Linked DNA regions of Mus musculus: region 1 is linked to region 2. A link is a contact called in public promoter capture Hi-C data. All regions are on one chromosome and are shown on one strand. The core of a region is the stretch at or near the end of the contact, and the rest is flanking DNA. Distances in the headings are between cores, read along the strand shown. Region 1 holds the start of Rlf (rearranged L-myc fusion sequence). Region 2 holds the start of Ctps (cytidine 5'-triphosphate synthase).

What was found. Promoter capture Hi-C pulls out the DNA fragments that hold promoters and counts their contacts.
Region 1: a promoter capture Hi-C map of pre-B cells shows a contact between it and region 2, with 5 times the contacts expected there. The contact joins the promoter of Rlf here to the promoter of Ctps in region 2. A contact is called at or near these places in 7 of 39 promoter capture datasets (the 3T3-L1 cell line, the HPC-7 cell line, cranial neural crest and 4 more), 3 of 484 Hi-C or Micro-C datasets (B cells, adipose-derived mesenchymal stem cells and pre-B cells), 2 of 115 datasets of contacts at active chromatin or transcription factors (memory CD8 T cells and thymic regulatory T cells) and 1 of 9 other capture datasets (adipose tissue).

The regions. Positions count from the first base shown.
Region 1 is chr4:121,212,157-121,216,503 of GRCm38.p6, reverse strand. It overlaps Rlf (rearranged L-myc fusion sequence), which reads left to right and starts at 1,420. Exons shown (of 8, transcript NM_001346660.1): 1 at 1,420-1,669. The coding sequence starts at 1,433.
Region 2 is chr4:120,568,283-120,572,529 of GRCm38.p6, reverse strand. It overlaps Ctps (cytidine 5'-triphosphate synthase), which reads left to right and starts at 2,254. Exons shown (of 19, transcript NM_016748.2): 1 at 2,254-2,379.

The DNA of each region.
Region 1 (4,347 bases), core at 171-2,670, 640 kb before region 2:
GAACTGTGGGGAAAACGCTTCTCACTGATTTGCTTCTATGCTCAGATGCTGTCCCTTGCTTATCCCTCCCAGTACCATCTGCCCAGGGGTAATACCACCCACAGTGGGCTGGGCCATCCCACGTCAGTCAACAAACAAAACATGTCATGGACATGCCTACAGGGATCAGTGGGATGGAGGCACCTCTCAGTTGAGGTTCCCTCCTCCCAAGTGACTCTGGTTTTGTATTAAAGTCACAAACAACTGACCAATCAGCACAATGGCTCATATTTCATGGAGGGGAAAGCAACATTTAGGTCATAACTCTCAAATCTCCCATTATCAAATTATACATTTACCTTCATCTAGACCCATTGTTTATAGAGTTCCTCCAGTTGAAGTGAGGGTATCCCTCATTTGTATACTAGACCAAACATCTTATGTTCTGGATTTTATATATATATATATATATATATGTATATATATATATATACATATATATATATATATATAATGTATGTGTATATACACACACACACACACACATATACATATACACACACACATATATACATATTTTTTTCTTGTTTTCACCACTTCATCTACTGGGCTCCAGCCACACCATTTTGCCATTCTCCCTTTTCTTCTCTGTTCTTCTTTGCATTTCTTTCTTGTCCCCTCCCACTAATACCTGGAACTCATGATCCTCCTGTCTCAGTCTCTCAAGTGCTGGATTACAGTGGCTTTGCCTTGGCTGTCCTGGAACTCGCTCTATATACCAGTCTGGCTTCTAACCCACAGAGATCCAGCCTGTCTCTGCACACCTCCAGTCGCAGCACTTGGGAGGCAGAGGCAGGTGAACTTTTAAGTTTGAGGCCAGCCTGATCTGCAATGTGAGTTACAGGACAGCTAGTCCTACACAGGGAATCCTTGTCTTGAAAACAACTTTTTAAAAGTCCCCCCCCCCCCCTTTTTAGTAGAATCGTCTCAACGCCATATATTTTGACCAATCCTTTTTCCAGCGACTAGTAATGCCATTCCCATTTTAAACCAAATTCCCTTCAGTTTGTTTTCAGGTCGGCCTAACAATCTTTATTTTCCTCCAACCGGGGATGCTTTTCTCCGAGCTTCTTTCTGGGCTGCCTTTCCCTTGCTCTTCGGTTCGCTGCTCCGCAGACATCTCTCTCATATCTCCATTGTCTCTAGGCCCTTTGCGCTCCTCGACTCTGAAGGGCCTGTAGAACCCAGGGCCGCTAGAATCTCGCCGTTGCTAGGCTGTTGCTAGGGCGGTTGCGGTGGAGACTTCTGAGAGGACCAACATTCGGCGTCCTAGTGACGGATAAAGTTGGCGCCAGCGTCGCCAGGGGGGTGCGTCACTAACACGGGCGATTGGGGGCGGGGCCAGGCGGAGTCACGTGGTTTGGTTGCCTACGCGCTGCTGGGCCGTGGGAAGATGGCGGACGGAAAGGGAGACGCCACGGCCGCCGCCGGGGCCGGGGCTGGGGCTGAGGCTCCGGCGGTGGCGGGAGCCGAAGTCGAGACTGAGTCCATGGCTCGGGGTCATCGCCCTGCATCTCCGGCGTCGGGAGCGCCGGGCCTACGACCGTGTCTCTGGCAGCTGGAGACCGAGCTGAGGGAGCAGGAGGTGTCCGAGGTCTCATCTTTGAGCTACTGCCGGAGCTTCTGCCAGGTGAGGGGTGGACTAGATGGCCGAGGGTGGAGGGGCGGGGAGGCCGGGAGAAGAGACTCGGGATCCGCCTCAACAGCCGGGGGCTTCGCGGGGAAAAACGCCACCCCCGTATCTCGCCGCGCCCCCGGGCCGGGCAGGCCCAGCTCTGCCGTAACCCGACTTCAGTCACTGCCCGGGCGGATTGCGCTGGGCGGTCCTGAGCCCAGAGAGCTCCCTGCAAGGGCTGTGCCCTGTCGCTGTTGCCTGGGTCCTGGCCGGGTGGTTGGAGCGCCACTGCCCCCCTGAGGGATCGATTGCCAGTTCCTGCAGGGAGATGCTTTTTTTTTTGAGTGGTGTGCTGATCTCCAAACTGAAAAACCTTGTTTTTCTGAACAATCAGGAGAGGTGGGCTCTGACCAGAGACTTATCTTTAAAGTCACATCTTTTGGCTTCCCTAAGATACGACGGTTGGTCTTGGATGGCGTCTGGAGCTTTCTGATTAGGGAATACTGAGCCGGTTGATTGGTTTTTGTGGGGTGTTTGTTTGTTTGTTTGTTTTTGCCACTGTGGGCGGGTGTGAAAAGATATGTTTATGCCATTCTTTGACCTGTTTTGTATTCATCTGCTGGTTGTACTACTAGGAATGGAGCCTGGTAGCTCTGTAATGGAGATTAGTCTGAGTGGAAGAGGTCGGGAGAGAGATATAGAGAATGGCCTCTTTGGCAGTCGGGTGATTGATCGTTTCTGTGCGGGTCCCAATCTGTGGGGCTACATGCTGACAGATGTGATTTTAAGTTTGGTCTCCGTGACCACGTTGCAGTTTTTTTTCTATGTTTTCGAGTGTCTTCCAAGTGTAAATGCTTGCCGTCATTGTTTCTGCATCTGGTACTTAGACTATCAGGTTTCTGCCATCCCTTTGCTCCTCATTTGGAGTACCTTAGAGAATAGAAAATAATCGAGGTATGTTGGTACGTGGACTCTTAATGAGCAATTGAGTGCTGAAAAGATTGTGGAGTTAGAAAGTTGTAGTTGGAGTAGTGAGCAATCTGCTTTGTTGGTCCTGGGCAGAATTAGTTGTCTCTGTTGAGTTCATTTGTATCCCACTCTTTGACCCAGAACTTCGTCTATTTGGAATTTTTCTCTGCTAATATTTTCTATACATTAGATCATGTCAGTTCTTGTGTGCACAATCGTCAGCATTCTCATTATTGTCTACTAATAATGATCACTCTTATTTAGGGCAGGCATGTATTCCACAGATTTTTTCCAACCCTTAGAATGGTGCCAGGAAGACTTATGGAAGTTGAAGGGCGTCTTGGGCATTATAATGGACTCCCAGGCTAGGCTTACAGTGTGATATTCCTCTCTCAAATAGACATTTCATACCACCCCCCAAAAAGAAATGACAGAATTAATTAGTGCAGTTTTGGTAGTGATGAGAAAAAAATGTCACGCAGAGGGTGTAAGGAGACTTCATGGGACAGCCTAGTGAGAATGACAGAAAAAAAATGGATGTAATGTGTGTTGAGAACTGGGAGAAGCCACTTTGGGTAGGGTAGAGCCTCAGACTTACAGGATATAATTGAATCCTAGGAGGGCCTGGAGCAAGAGTGACAGAGGTAGAGATGAGAGGGAACACAGAATGCTGTGGGACAGGAGGGAAGTAATTGCAGGGAGAGTGGAAGTAGGAAAACAACTGTGGATTTTGAACAGAGCTTTGAAGTTTACATTATCTGCCAGCAAAACATTAAAGGGTGACTGTAGCCAGTCAGATCGGATTGTCAGAATATACTGTACAGAAGTAGTGTGGGAAAATTGGACCATTAATTAGACTAGTTGAATAGTTTTCTTGGTTCCCTCTTTCCCCCCTCTGTGTATCCTTGGATGCCCAGGAACTAACTCTTTAGACCAAGCTCACCTTAAACCTCCGCCTGCCTCTGCTCTAGAGAACTGAGATTAGATATGTGTCACCGGTGCCTGACATTGGTTCCACATTGGAAAGGCAGAATACAAAATCTTTTATTGTATGACTGAATCAGAAGATGAAAAGCTGGGAGCACATAATACATAAAGATTGGTGGCTGGTAGTGCATTAAAGAAAAGGGCTGACTGTGCTCCTCCAGTGGTCACTGTTACAGATTGTTCTCAACAGGTATTCAGAAATATCATCCTAGCCTGAGTGTGGTGGGACATACTTTAATCTCAGCATTCTTGAGACAGAGGTGGGGCAAGTGGGCCTCTGAGTTTAAGGCCAGCTTGGTCTATGTGGTAAGTTCCAAGCCATCCAGGTCTATACAGTAAGACCTTATCTCAAAGAAAAGAGAAGAAATGTTATAAAAACTTAAATTGTACCTACTGTTATAACATTTCTTATATGCTGTTATCATATAAGAAATATGTCTATCTCAAGCCAGCCTTTAATCTCAGGAGGCAGACAGGGGAATCTCTGTGAGTTCCAGAACATCCTGGTCTACCTAGTGTGCGTTCAGGACAGCTAGAAATACATAGTGAGACCCTCTCTTTAAAAAAAAAAAAAAAAAAAGGAGGAGTCGGGCGTGGTGTCGCACACCTTTAATCCCAGCACTCAGGAGGCAGAGGCAGGCGGATTTCTGAGTTCGAGGCCAGCCTGGCCTACAAAGTTGAGTTCCAGGACAGCCAGGGCTATACAGAGAAACCCTATCTCGGGGGGGGGGGGGGGG
Region 2 (4,247 bases), core at 1,005-3,504:
GAGGCAGGTGGAGATGGAGGACAAGATGCCTAGCTGACTAAGTACTGTGCTAGGAGGGGAATTACTCATGAAGTTCAGAACAAGTCCAGGCTAGGGATATCAATTCCAGAGTTGTCATTTTGAACATGATTATTTAGAAGATGATTTAAGTGGAGACTTTTAAAATAAGGCCCAAGGCAGAACACTATTTACAGGTCAAGAAGAGGATCTAGGCAGATGCAGGAGGCCTATAACTCAGGGAAAAAAATGAATATGGTTTCCAAGAAGCCAGGAGAAGACCATTTTAGGGAGGGAATGACCAGCGGGGACATAAGATGCCACAGAGGATGTCAGTTCAGGGGGCTGTGTTTTGGGACTATGGCTGCACATAGAAGCTTACAGGAAGACTGAGTCTAAGGTTAGGAAAACAAGTAGTTTAAGTATGCATAAATGCATTCACATCATGCACATATTGTCTTCCTTTAGGGTCTGAGAACAGGTATGGAATTAGAATCTGTACCCTATGTTCAGAGATAAGGTTTGGGAACATGAACTTGATTTTTGATCAAAACATTTTTGGTGGAATTACAGAACATAAACTGGGCTGGACATAGTTCAGGCTTTAACGACATTGGCTCATGACCAAAACACATAAAAATATTTAGTTAACAGGAACATGAACAATGGCTGACTAGAACTCGTACAAGGAAAAGGGTGGAAAACAAAACCCAGAGATAGTCAGTGCCAACATTTTCCTCGAGTTTTGCTGAAAAGTGACAGACTGGGAGGTGAAGCAGAGATGGCTGTAGACAAACAAGGGCCCTGGGCAAACATGGGAGAACCATGTAACACTCTGCACTGGGGTAGTAGAAGGAGAAAACTGGTGATGTGGAGGGGAGACATCCCAGGCATCGGTGAGTTGTATGGCACCTGAAGCAGTGAGAAGAGGGGGGCTGCCCTCTCCACTGCAGCCACTTGTCTGAAGTACCAAGATGAAAGACCATGCTGCTCGCACACATGAAAGCAGGCTGGTAGACAGAAGTTCTCTTGTTGGCTTGCATTTTCTTGGTGAAATGGAAAGCAAGACCATCAAAGAGAATATGGGAGAGTGGAGGGGAGTGAAGGGGTCCCCCAGAAGAGCGACTGGGGGAGGAGTTCAGTTTTGTACCTCTTATGGAAGCTTCTTGGAGCAGAGCAGTTTGGGTATTTGGGCAGACTCAGAGCATGCTGTTGGTTGGGATCTGAAAGAATCCGGAAGTCTCCGAGAGAAGCCCCTGTAGAATTCTCCTAAGTGGTTTCTTGGAATTCTACTTGTTTGAGTCATTTTCCTGAAAAAAACCAGTATGGTCATGGGAGGCATACCTTTTCTTTAACTCTTTCAGCAAAGACAGAAGAAAAAAAAAAGCAATAAATTACTCCTAATGGAAGGAAACAAGCCTCCTGGATGGAGTTCAAGGTACAAGGTACTTCCTAAGGAAACCTTTGTGTAGTTTTTGCAGGGTGGAGGGTATTAAAAACTCACATGGGTTTATGTAGTATTCAAAAGACAAAATCATCACCTTGGGTGCTGTAAATCTTTTGCCTACAACGCTCTGCATAGAGCTGCCCTTCCAACCTCTCCAGCCTGCACTGTTCACTCTGCAAGGCTCTTCTGGACCTCGCCTGGAATGTGCACACAGACTTTTTCTTCTGCCTCATTTTCTATTCCTCCCTCCCTTCCTTGCCAGTAAACGTTTCTGCTACGTGTTCAGAACCCGCTGTACACTAACTCCCCAAGTCCCAATCGTCTGTGAAAATCCCCATGACTTGTTAGAAGTGGGCTCGTTTGCCTCTCTACATTTAGTGCCGGATGGAAGTAGGCTCGCGACAGTTGTTCTAATGCAGGCACCGTCAGGGTGCGTTGTGTGGAAAGGCAGCTGGCTAGGACGTGAAGCCAAGCGGCCCGGCCTAAGAGGGAGACAAGCAGGCACCGGGAGAAGGCGGCGGTGCGGGGCGAGAGCACGAGATGATTTGGCCCGCAGCCTGAGGGAAGGCGGATGGGAGGTGAGAGTGTCCACCGGCTATTGCGGGACCAGGCAAAGGCCCTCAGGGTTCCGGTTAGATGCGAGTCACCAGCATCCTCTAGACCTCGGGCGAGGAAGCCCACAGAACCCACAACTCCCGAGACCCACCCGCAGTAGCCACTCAACAAGCTGCGGCGAGACGTCCCGCGCATGCGCGCCCTAGCCCCACCCTCCCCTGGGCCCGCCTCTCCCCGCCCTCTGCGTGCGCACCGCCTAGAGCCCGCCTCTCAGAAAGACGGCTGGCGCATGCGGCCCGGCCGAGCACTGGCTGCCCGAGGCTCACCACGCGCGCGCCGGCCTTGCTGTGGCTGACACGAGACTCCGAAGCCGGCCTCAGGTAGGCAGACTTCAGGGATCCCGGTGGAACGGCTCCCGGGTGCAAGAGCCTGTGGCGCCGACAGAGCCCGGCGCGGACGGCCACGCCGCCGGGGCGATAAACGTCTCTTCTCACCAATCAGGGGAGAGCTGGCCCGGCGTTCTGCCCAATGGGCTGCATCTCTAACGGGAGTGGGGCGGGCAGTCCCGGAACGCGAGCTGCCGGCTCCCGCGCGCGGGCCGCGTGGCCCGGCTAAGGAAAGGGGCCGAGTCCGGCGACGCGGGCAGCCGGGCTTGGTGAGGTAGAGAGCGCGGTGTGCCGCCGCGGAGGGGTCTCCCAGAGCCCCAGCCTGTGATGGGGCCCGACTGGCGGCCTTGAGCTCCTCCCGGCGCTGCCCGGCGCGCGGGAGGAAGGGGCTTGTAGGTTCGCTGGGCCTCACGGCCCAGGCTACCCAGCTGCTGTCTCTCTTTCCAGCCCAGCGCGAAGATGCTGGCGTTCTTGAGGCCACTACGTCAGCGTGGCTGCCTTACGTCCACACTCATTATTTTAAATCCTCAGCAGCCGGGTGACGCGGGTGGGTGCTGCTGTGGTTCTCGTCCCACTTTTTACGGCGGTGCGAACCCGGGCATCAGGCACTTCGGGGCTAGATTTAGATTTCAGCACATCTGCGGTGGATCCTGAGCCTGATTTTCACCAACTTCATTTTTTTTTTTTTTTAACAAAAGCTTTCACATTTTTCATTCGTGAATTTATCTGGTGCCCCTTGCTCTATATTATAGCTCCTGTACTTGAAAAACCTTTTGTGTCTTGTCATCTTCAGAAAAAAAAGTGCAGCGTGGACATTCAACTTTGCCCATGGACTGGCCCCTGGCCATCCCTTTGCCCTAATCTTTTTTTCTTGGTGCATCCTGTGGGCTCACCTGCTTGTTCATGCTTTGCCTGATTCCTAGCTCATTTCAGTCAGTCAGCCTTACGGGCCCATTACAAGGCAGGTTTTCAAAAGGAGCTCCTGGATCCTCCCTCAGTCCAGGTCATCTCTCCCGGAGATACTTAAGTTGGACCCACATTTGACTTAAGTTTGTGGTACCCCCAGCATGTGAGTAGCTCTCCCATAATAGGTAGTTTGTAAACGTTAGGGAATGGGTCCTCTCCAACTGGCTCTTTGTGGCTTTTGGAATATTTTTTTGCCAGTCACTCTGGGAGACTGCCAGAATCTTAGTGTCTGTCTGTCTGTCTGTCTGTCTGTCTGAGTCTCAATCTCTCTCTCTCTCAGAAACACACACGCACATACACACAGAGAGATCTGAATAAAGTTGGGACAAGATGAGGTGATCCCGTGACAACCTGTTCTGAACTGAGGAATCTGTAGGAACATCAGAAATTGACTCAGTGAGTCTAGGCTGTAGTCTTAGTAAGAAATGCCAGGATGCCAGGTTTGGACTTATCTAAAATACTAAAATATAGCCAAGTTTGATAAATGCATTAATAAGAAGGAACCATATAATTATGAGGTGATACAGTTTTTCTCTCAAGGATATTGTCTACCCTTTTGGGGTTCACAGTCTGCATAAGCATACTAAACACTCCTGAAGGTCTTGGGTTAAAGACTAGTCATCATTTCTTTTGATTTTTTTTTTTTTTCTGCCCATAAAGTCACCTTCCCCTCTTTTGAGATAGGAATTCCATATGTATGTAGATCAGGTGTCTTTGAACTTGGGGCAACCCTCCTTTCTCTTTCCAAGTGCCCCTTTCTTTACAGGCATGGAGTACCTTATCCTGTCAAAACCTTTCTGGGAAACCCAGTTGTATTTTGTAGAAGTACACTTTTGAAACGACTGCGCAGAGGGTAGAAAGAGCAGGATAACATTCCTTACTGTGTAAGGGGAAAG